Regions from separate parts of the Mus musculus genome. Here all the other regions are linked to region 1. The links are chromatin contacts, called in public Hi-C maps. All regions are on one chromosome and are shown on one strand. Each heading gives the region's core, a stretch centred on a gene start, on an enhancer-like site or on the middle of the called end of the contact. The rest is flanking DNA. Distances are from core to core; before and after follow the strand shown. Region 1 overlaps Ppil4 (peptidylprolyl isomerase (cyclophilin)-like 4). Region 2 has its middle 30 kb from the start of Gm30820. Region 3 has its middle 76 kb from the start of Gm30820.

Region 1 (2,700 bases), core at 61-2,560:
ACTTTGTGCAGCACAGACAGGCAACACACTTTAAATAAAGCACGACTATCTAAAGGCCAACCTGATACTCAACCTCCTTGATGAATACTTGGAGAAGACATGCCTATGTAACACAAAAGAGAGAACCTCTTTTCATCAACAGAAACTAGAAAACAAAGACACCTTTTACCAAAGATGATCACCAAAGAAATGACCTTTGCAATGTGTGGAGTGATAGATTTATAATGGGAAATCAGTCATAGTTGAGCAAACAGAAATGATGTAAGGCGAGCAGTATGCTTCATGGCTTTTTTCCTTGTCGCAACTTGGAAGAACCTGAATTGCATGGTCCAGTCTATAAATTTCTTTTAGATCCTATAAATGTCAACTCTTGTACTGAACTGGAAGGAGCCCTAGACAAAAATTTAGCAAAAAGATTTAGCAAATCCTTGTTGTTAAATGGCAATGTATTATACAGAAGAAAAAAAATCTAATCGTGTGACAGAGAACTACAAGATTTTGTTATCTAAATAAGGAAATTAAATAAAAGGGAATAAATATCAGGGGCTGGAGAGATGGCTCAGAGGTTAAGAGCACTGGCTACTCTTCCAGAGGTCCTGAGTAAAATTCCCAGCAATGACATGGTGGCTCACAACCATCTACAGTAGATCTGGTGCCCTCTTCTGTTACACCAGCATACATGTGGGCAGAACGTTGTAAATAGAGTAAATAAATAAAATCTTTAAAAAAGAGAGAGAGAGAGAATGAATAACACAAGGATATTCAATAGAAAGGAACTTAAAACATTAGTATATATAAAAGTAACACATTTACTTTTGAAGATCATTGAGAACAGTGGGTAAGTAAGTAAGGTATTTATTGTAAGAGTGGGAGATAAAATATTTAGGCCTAAGGTTTCTTTCAACTCTAACTTTCTTCATAATACATGGTATACTGAAAAAGTCAAGTCTATGGGAAACACTGACCAGCTGTGACAACAAAATGTCCCCCTCACAAATGACCTACAGAGGGGAGGCCAGCCAAGCATACGGTTCTTATAAAGGATACTCCTGTTTGGGCTTTACTTTTTCTTTCAGAACCAAATTGGCTGGTTTATCCTGTTCCTTTTCATACTCCTTGAAATCACTCTTGGTATATTTCCCACCTGTTTATTAAAAGAAATAAAAGAATTAGCATCCTATAATGGTACACTAACAATTTTATAAAACACAAAGGACTACTTATGAAAGCACACAGTGGGAGGTAGGGAAGGTGAGGAAGGCCTTAAACCCAAAGCCTGTCTCTGCTGTTACTCTGGTTCAAAGTGCATGTCCAGTTTTCTTTAGTTATATGCTGCCACCTAGTGACCTGGGTGAATATTACAACATCCAACTGAAAAAAACACTGTTCAAGCAAAGCCACCAAGTCCATGAACTCTACTGCATCAGCCAGCAGCTAACACTACTCCAAAGCAGACACCACCCACCACCAATAGGACTGTGATTATAACACGTAAAAAACACATCAAGAGGCTGGTCTGGGAAAGGGTATGGGCCTGGTAAGACTGGCGAGCCAAGCTGGGACAGGTTTCTCCTTCCACCACAAGAGAAGCCAACTCAGAGAGAAACAAAGCCTTGTTCCAACTGTGAACAAAAAAGCTCTCCTCATGAAACAGAGAAAGTTCAACTCCCTCTAAGCCGTGGGTTGGAAAGGAATGATTGATAAGTGAGAGCACTGAGGTGAGGCGCTGGTTCAGACTGCAGGGTGCACTGAACAAGTTTCCTCTGCAACACGGCCTCTGGCGAGGAAAGGCTGCTGTGAATGAACACTGTGGAGAAAGAACATCCCTCACAGACCAGGTATTTCTCTCTCTAGATTTTTTACAGACCTTAATAAAAAATATTGAAAAAAAATCAATACAGCCTACTACTTATTACCAAACAGCCCTGTTTATTTCTTATTTTGAAAGTGCAGTAAAGTCATGGGCAACAAACCATAAATGGTACAGAAAAGGTAATCGTGTGGCTGTAGTGACGGCTCCATGGTTAAGAACGAGGTCTTGCAGAGGACCTGGGTTCGCCTCCAAGTACCCATAACCATCTGTAACTCCAGTTCTAGGGGATCTAATGCTCTGGTCTCTGCTGGGACCAGGCATACACATGGTACACATACATATAGAGAAATAAAATATTCAGACACATAAAATAAGAGTGAATCTTTAAAATAAGAAAAACCAGTAATCTTAATTTTTCTGGTAAAATTTAGCATTACATGTGAATAACTACCAAGGGAAACCTTTTTTCTGTTGTTATTTTGTTGTTGTTTTTCTGAGACAGGGTCTTAACTATATAGCCAACTAGCCTGGAAGTGGCTATATAAAGAAAGCTGGCCTTCAACTCACAGAGATATGCCTGCCACTGCCTTCCCCATGCACAACCCTAAGTGAAGCCTTTTTAAAGCATTGTAAAATGATCTTTTTAAACTCAGCTAGAAATGCAGTTCAATGACAGGACGCGTTCAGCATCTGGGAGACCACTATTCTCAATCCTTAGCATACACACACGCACACACACAGTTAACAAGATACAAAGTTCATGACTAGCGTGGGGAGTTAACACTTACAGTCTCAGCACTCAGGAGGATATTAAGTTTGAGACCAAGCTAGACTCCATAGGAAAACTGTCTCACAGCCATTGAAGAACATTGAGCTCCATAGAGACA
Region 2 (2,700 bases), core at 155-2,654, 200 kb before region 1:
CCTTGCCAAAGGAGCACTAGTATCCCCCTCTTCTCAGCCTCTGTCTTTCTACGCACCTTCAGGTATCTGATAACCCTCTCCGCACTTCCCCTCGCCCACCCATACAAGCACACAAAGAGGGGAAGTAACGTTAAATTTTTGCTGAAGAACGGGAGTACATCTCTCTGAACTACCCACTCTGAGCTGTTCGTACAGAGAAAAGAATCAACTGTTTCTACTTGGACGCTGAGGGAAGACGTTGGTGCTGAGCTAACATGAACGGGGTCCTTAAGGATGTGTTCTCTCTCAAAGAGCAGGAAGTACACTATAGACAGAGGCAACATAATCAATGAGCAAGAGAAAGAGATGAAGTGGAAATGACAAAGGACCTGAGATGGCACAGTATGGAGACAGGGCAGGGTGGGGCTTTCGTGCACCCTTCAGATCCATAAGGGAAAAGACTAGGAGCTCAGGAAACATTTATTATTCATGGATGTTGAGTGGGAGTAGGTGGAGCCAGATTTTAAGGGGCATTTTATGGCATACTGGGAAGTCTAAGCTTGGGTTTGTAGCAATGAAAATGCACCAAACTTTCTTAAATCAAGGAAGTGTCATAATTACATCTCTTAAGACGATATAACATAGGTTTTGAGGGAGGCATTTTTGAAGAAGTAGAGCTTCTAAACTTTTCTAAACAGCATGATGGACTTTGCTTCAGCTTTTTCCTTCTTTTGCTGTAGATTTGCCCCAGTCGTGATTATTCTCAGGAAATTACATTCCCCAACAGTGATAGTTGACCTTCAGTGGCTACTTGGAAGTACGATGGAGTCACATCTCTGGATGTGTCTGTGTAGGTCTTTCTAGAGAGAAGCCACTGAAAAAAGAAAGGTCCACCATGCTTCTGGGTGGCATCTTCCAGTGGGCTGGAGCATGGATGGGATATAAGGGGAAAGGAGAAAGCCCATGGATGCCATCATACCTTATATTCTGCCTCCTGGCCCATTGAAATGTGCAAAGGCGGACTCACGAATCCACTGCCACAGCCAGGACCCCTTCTTACCTAAGCCATCCTCACTATAATGGGTTGGACCTTCAAACTGTGAGCTGAAGCAAATCCTCCCTTAGACCTTCTTGTCAAGCTTTTGGTCTCAGCAATAGGACAAGTAGCCAATGTTCCACCAAACAAAAACAAAAAACAAAACCAGCCCACTTAGCAGCAATAGTAAGAGTTTGCCACATTGCCACATTGCCACATTGCCACAGAGGTTCCTGAAGCTGATGCTTTTGTTGTTGTTGTTGACTCTCCTGAGAAACCTCATTTGCTCACACTAATATTCAAATGGCATGAGGTCTCCTGTTCTCATGAGGTCTCCTGTTCTCAGTTTTTCTGACATTTTGGTTTCTGTTCCTGTTTCCCTGCAAACCCCCTGGATGTGCAGATCACTGTGAGTTGATCCCCTCCCTCTTCCTGTTGACAGTCTTTCTGTCCCTTACTCAACTCTGAGTGACTGTAAGTGGGGACAGGCTCCACAGCAGGTCATCATAGGGGCCACTGTAAAACTAACAGATGAGTGTTGGTCACTTCTCATTCTGCACTACAGAACACAGGTGTCTGCTCGGTTTGTTGCTGGTCACTTCTCTAGCCCCTCATCCTGTAAGTTTCTAGGTGCATGGGCTGAGGGAAAGGTGTCAAATGAAGTAGACGGTAGTTTTGCCCCTCATGACTCAGAGTGAGTCCCAGTTGGAAAAATAACTCGTGGCCCTAGCATTTCACACTAAAGGAAGAATTCTCACTTTAAATGACAGGATTTGGGATCCAGTCATGTTTTCCTCTCGGTTTGCTTGAAAATCATCCTGGGTCTAATCCTGCAACAGTCACGGACATAGAGCAGCCCCACACAGGAGTCCTAGGCACTTTGAAGACTTTCTTGTTGCCAAACTCCTCAGCCGCAGGATTACCAGATCACTCACCAAATGAGACAGGAGGACAGTCTCCCAACACAAACGGATGCTCTCGAATTCCTACACCGATCTCAGTTATAAAAAGTTAAGCACCCATGGCATGATTTGTGGCCGCTCCAAAAAGACTTTCACTGGACTTTGTCAAAACAAGTACTGGATTTAAAAAATCTAAAAGCATTATGAAATTCGGCCTCGCTACTATAAAAACACTTGTACTACCTTACAAACTCTAATTTTCCTGGAACTTGTAGGCGCTCTTAAGCTAACCATTGAATGAAACTCAATTTTCTTTTCTTGTTTTATTTTTCTTGTTTCTTTTTTTTTTTCTGAAAACATCTCAAGGAAGCTTAATTCATGACAGGATTTGCTTGAGATTGTTCCTATTAAATATCACAGAGACTTCCAGGACTGTCAGATACTTGAGCTATAAATGTAAGAGAGCACAAACAGCAAACTCGGGACAAGTATTCTCTATGCTTCTCCTAAACCTGAATGTGGCAGTCCTAGGAAGTTGACAGAGTCAGGCAACCATGGCAAAAGTTTTTGTCTTTCAAAATAAGTTTAATGTTCAAGTGTTTGTGCTTTGCTCATCGTGAAAATTCCCACACTACTTTTGATCTTTAAAAATATTCCATAATGGGATTCAGAGATGGCTCAGTGAATGCAGCTGTGCACATCTGTAATACCAGTTCTCCTGTTGTGAGATGGAGGTGGAGACAGGAGAGTCCCTGGAGGGGCCAGCTTAGCTTATGTGGCAAC
Region 3 (2,700 bases), core at 147-2,646, 250 kb before region 1:
CCCCCTGAGTCTTAGGGTTACAGGTATGTATCACTATGTCTGGCCACTCTTGTCAATTTTAATTGGCATAGTAGTTCTAGACTTTGGGTAGAGTCTGGTTTCTCTCTGAAATCCTTTACCAAGTCTATCCTGAACCATGTATATGTGTCTAGAGATGGCTCATCATGAGAGAGGTAACAGGAATCAATTTGCCAAGCTCAAAGTTCAGGTATTATTGCATCCAGTTGTCAGGTCTTGAGTCAATCACTTAACTTCTATTCTATCTGTAGATAGATATACAGTAATAATATGCCCCACAAGTGGCAGTGAACAGTTCCAAATAGAACAGGTCAGAGTATCTAGCCAGTTACACCCTGGGAGATGATCAAGGAGTACTAGTCTCATGTTGCCTGACCCTACCCTTTAGCAGTCCTATGAAGATCAAATGAGATGACATATATGCTCTGCTCTGTAAAGCCTGTGCATTGATCAGATCATTGATGCTATCTCAAAAAAATAAGCTATCCTAGAGTTGAGAATACAGTTTGCTTTCCAGGAATCATAAAGAGCCAGGTGTGGTGGTTAATCCTAATTAATGGTCAAGTTGATTGCATTTGAAAAAAAAACCACTTAAGAGATTAGTGAAGTACACTTCTGGGGTGTATTGGTAATGGAGTTCCTAGAAACAATTAGAGAGGGATAGACACCTAACCAAAGATTTAATCTATTGATGGGTAAAAAACTTAACACACTTATAGGAGGTGGTGGAGGCGGGGAGCCTGACTAGAGAAAGTAGGTCACTTGGGGCATGCCATTGAAAGATACATCTTGTCTATCCCTTTCTATTACTGCTCTCCCTGCCCCCACCATGGCCTACTTTCTGATGAAACCAAGTCAGAATAAATCTTTCCTCTTCTGAATTTTTCTCTCAGTAATTTGTAAGAGTGACATAGAACTAATAGACACAAGCTGAAAAAATATGGCAGGAGCCACTGTGGGAAGGCCAGTGTTCCATCCTAGAAGTCCATGCTTTGCTGATTTAGCCTCACAGCAAAGCAAAACCCAGCAGCATTTGGGGAGCACTGTGTCTGTATTATACAGCCTGCAGAAAGCTAAAACATCAACCTACTGGATACCTACAGAGGGATTTGCTGCTGGGTTCAATGTTTCCAAAGTAACACAAACACTTCATCTTTTAGCTCTGCTCTCAAACCAGTGTATCTCCATTTATCTGAGAACAAAGTTTATCCAGATTCTGGTCTCCGCTGACTAAGACTGTCTCATCTTTTAACTCAGCCAGGCACTTTCTGTTTCTGTCTTCTGCTTCCACCCAGCGCAGCAGCATCCTCAGATGGGTGTAAACCACATCCTAAACAGCCCCATGGACCTGGGCTTTCAGCATGCGCATATGGAGGTAGAGAGCGACCCCATTCAGCTCATAGCTGCTAGCAGTCAGGCCTTTTCCGGAAGCTCTGCTGATTACAGTGATTCTGGCCAGAGGAGCTGGGGAAAGGAAGACTGAAGGAGTCTTTACATCCATCACTTAGCTCGGAATGTGTGCAGCACATCAAAGTTTTCTGACCAACACACTACAAAATGGCTTCTTCTCCTTTAACTGGCCACTCTTACTAACTATACACTAAGTTGTTTAAACTGTTCACTGAAGTCTTTGGTGCGTTCTGAGTTTACTGTTTTGGAACAAATCCCATTTCCACAGCCTCTGGATTGCTAGACTTCTTTGGAGAACAGGGTGAGAATGGGTTGTAGAGACAACGTCTCCATTGAAATCCATCTTCTGTGTACATGCCCTGCAAAGTCAAGACAGATACTACATTTTCCAACCCAGATTCTTGATAAGCCCCTCTTGAGGCAGAGGAGGAGGAGAGAGAGGAGAGAGGAGAAGGAGGACAGGAGTAAGAGGACACATTCCAAGGGTTTTGTTGGGAACTGTTACAGTGTACAGTACAAGGCTGTGAAGGGCTCAGCACAATACCAAGTACACTGATCATCAGAGACTGGCTCTGTCTGTAGTATTTTCCTGTTTAGCTCAGGATAGGTGAAAGCCTACTTGGTGAATCCAGCCAAGCACATTCATTTGCATATCGCTCACTCCTGGCTACTCTCCTTACAGTTGCTGAGCAGCATCACAGCAAAACAGTCAGTATGGCTGCAGTATGCGACCCATTATACGCAAAACTTGACAACCTTTGGACTCATTTAGCCTGCTTCATCTTCTCCCCATCACCGCCATCAAGAAAAGCCTCCACTAGGGACAGGGCTTCTAATACCTTTTCAATATTTCTTTCTCAGTCTTTGCCAAATCTTTTGTACTCTTAGCCAGTTTGAAATGGAGAGTGTAATTCCCAGACTCCCTTTGCTATCAGAAGTGGCCATATGACTGAATCCTGCCCAATGGGATGCAATTGAATATTTTATGCATCCCTTGAAGAAAGCATCCTGAAGGGACTTCTCTGCTCTCTTTCTTGAAGCCTAAAATGCTAAATGCAGTGATGACCAAATAGGAAAATGGAAAACATGTTCTCATCTTAGAACACGGTGTGACCTTGAAAATGAATGTTATATTTAGCAGAACTGAGACTGGAAAGCCTAGGTCTCTGATCTTTGAGGCATACTATCTGGTAGAATATGCATTGTGTTAAGTTGTTTACTTGGAGTCTTCTCTACTCAAGTAAAAATAGTCCCCCAAAATATATTAAATAA

Evidence for each region. Hi-C and Micro-C count contacts between places; a contact is called where the count stands out from the background.
Region 2: a contact with region 1 is called in a Hi-C map of bone marrow-derived macrophages, with 24 read pairs. The contact joins two enhancer-like sites. A contact is called at or near these places in 2 of 484 Hi-C or Micro-C datasets (bone marrow-derived macrophages and conventional type 1 dendritic cells) and 1 of 115 datasets of contacts at active chromatin or transcription factors (microglia).
Region 3: a Hi-C map of regulatory T cells shows a contact between it and region 1, with 7 times the contacts expected there. The contact joins two enhancer-like sites. A contact is called at or near these places in 4 of 39 promoter capture datasets (the C10 cell line, hematopoietic stem and progenitor cells, liver and 1 more), 6 of 484 Hi-C or Micro-C datasets (CD4 T cells, CD8 T cells, Th1 cells and 2 more) and 2 of 115 datasets of contacts at active chromatin or transcription factors (effector CD8 T cells and memory CD8 T cells).

The regions. Positions count from the first base shown.
Region 1 is chr10:7,808,806-7,811,505 of GRCm38.p6, reverse strand. Ppil4 (peptidylprolyl isomerase (cyclophilin)-like 4) reads right to left here. Exons shown (of 13, transcript NM_026141.3): 11 at 1,048-1,144. Among named protein-coding and RNA genes, the nearest start is that of Ppil4, 17 kb to the right of the region's middle. Within about 2 kb of position 1,310, at least 12 of the 459 cell types and tissues checked have an H3K27ac peak or open chromatin away from gene starts, as enhancers often do. A contact at or near this core is called in Th1 cells, bone marrow-derived macrophages and regulatory T cells, where this site is marked.
Region 2 is chr10:8,008,790-8,011,489 of GRCm38.p6, reverse strand. No RefSeq gene overlaps it. Among named protein-coding and RNA genes, the nearest start is that of Gm30820, 30 kb to the right of the region's middle. Within about 2 kb of position 1,404, at least 31 of the 459 cell types and tissues checked have an H3K27ac peak or open chromatin away from gene starts, as enhancers often do. A contact at or near this core is called in bone marrow-derived macrophages, where this site is marked.
Region 3 is chr10:8,054,142-8,056,841 of GRCm38.p6, reverse strand. No RefSeq gene overlaps it. Among named protein-coding and RNA genes, the nearest start is that of Gm30820, 76 kb to the right of the region's middle. Within about 2 kb of position 1,396, at least 47 of the 459 cell types and tissues checked have an H3K27ac peak or open chromatin away from gene starts, as enhancers often do. A contact at or near this core is called in Th1 cells and regulatory T cells, where this site is marked.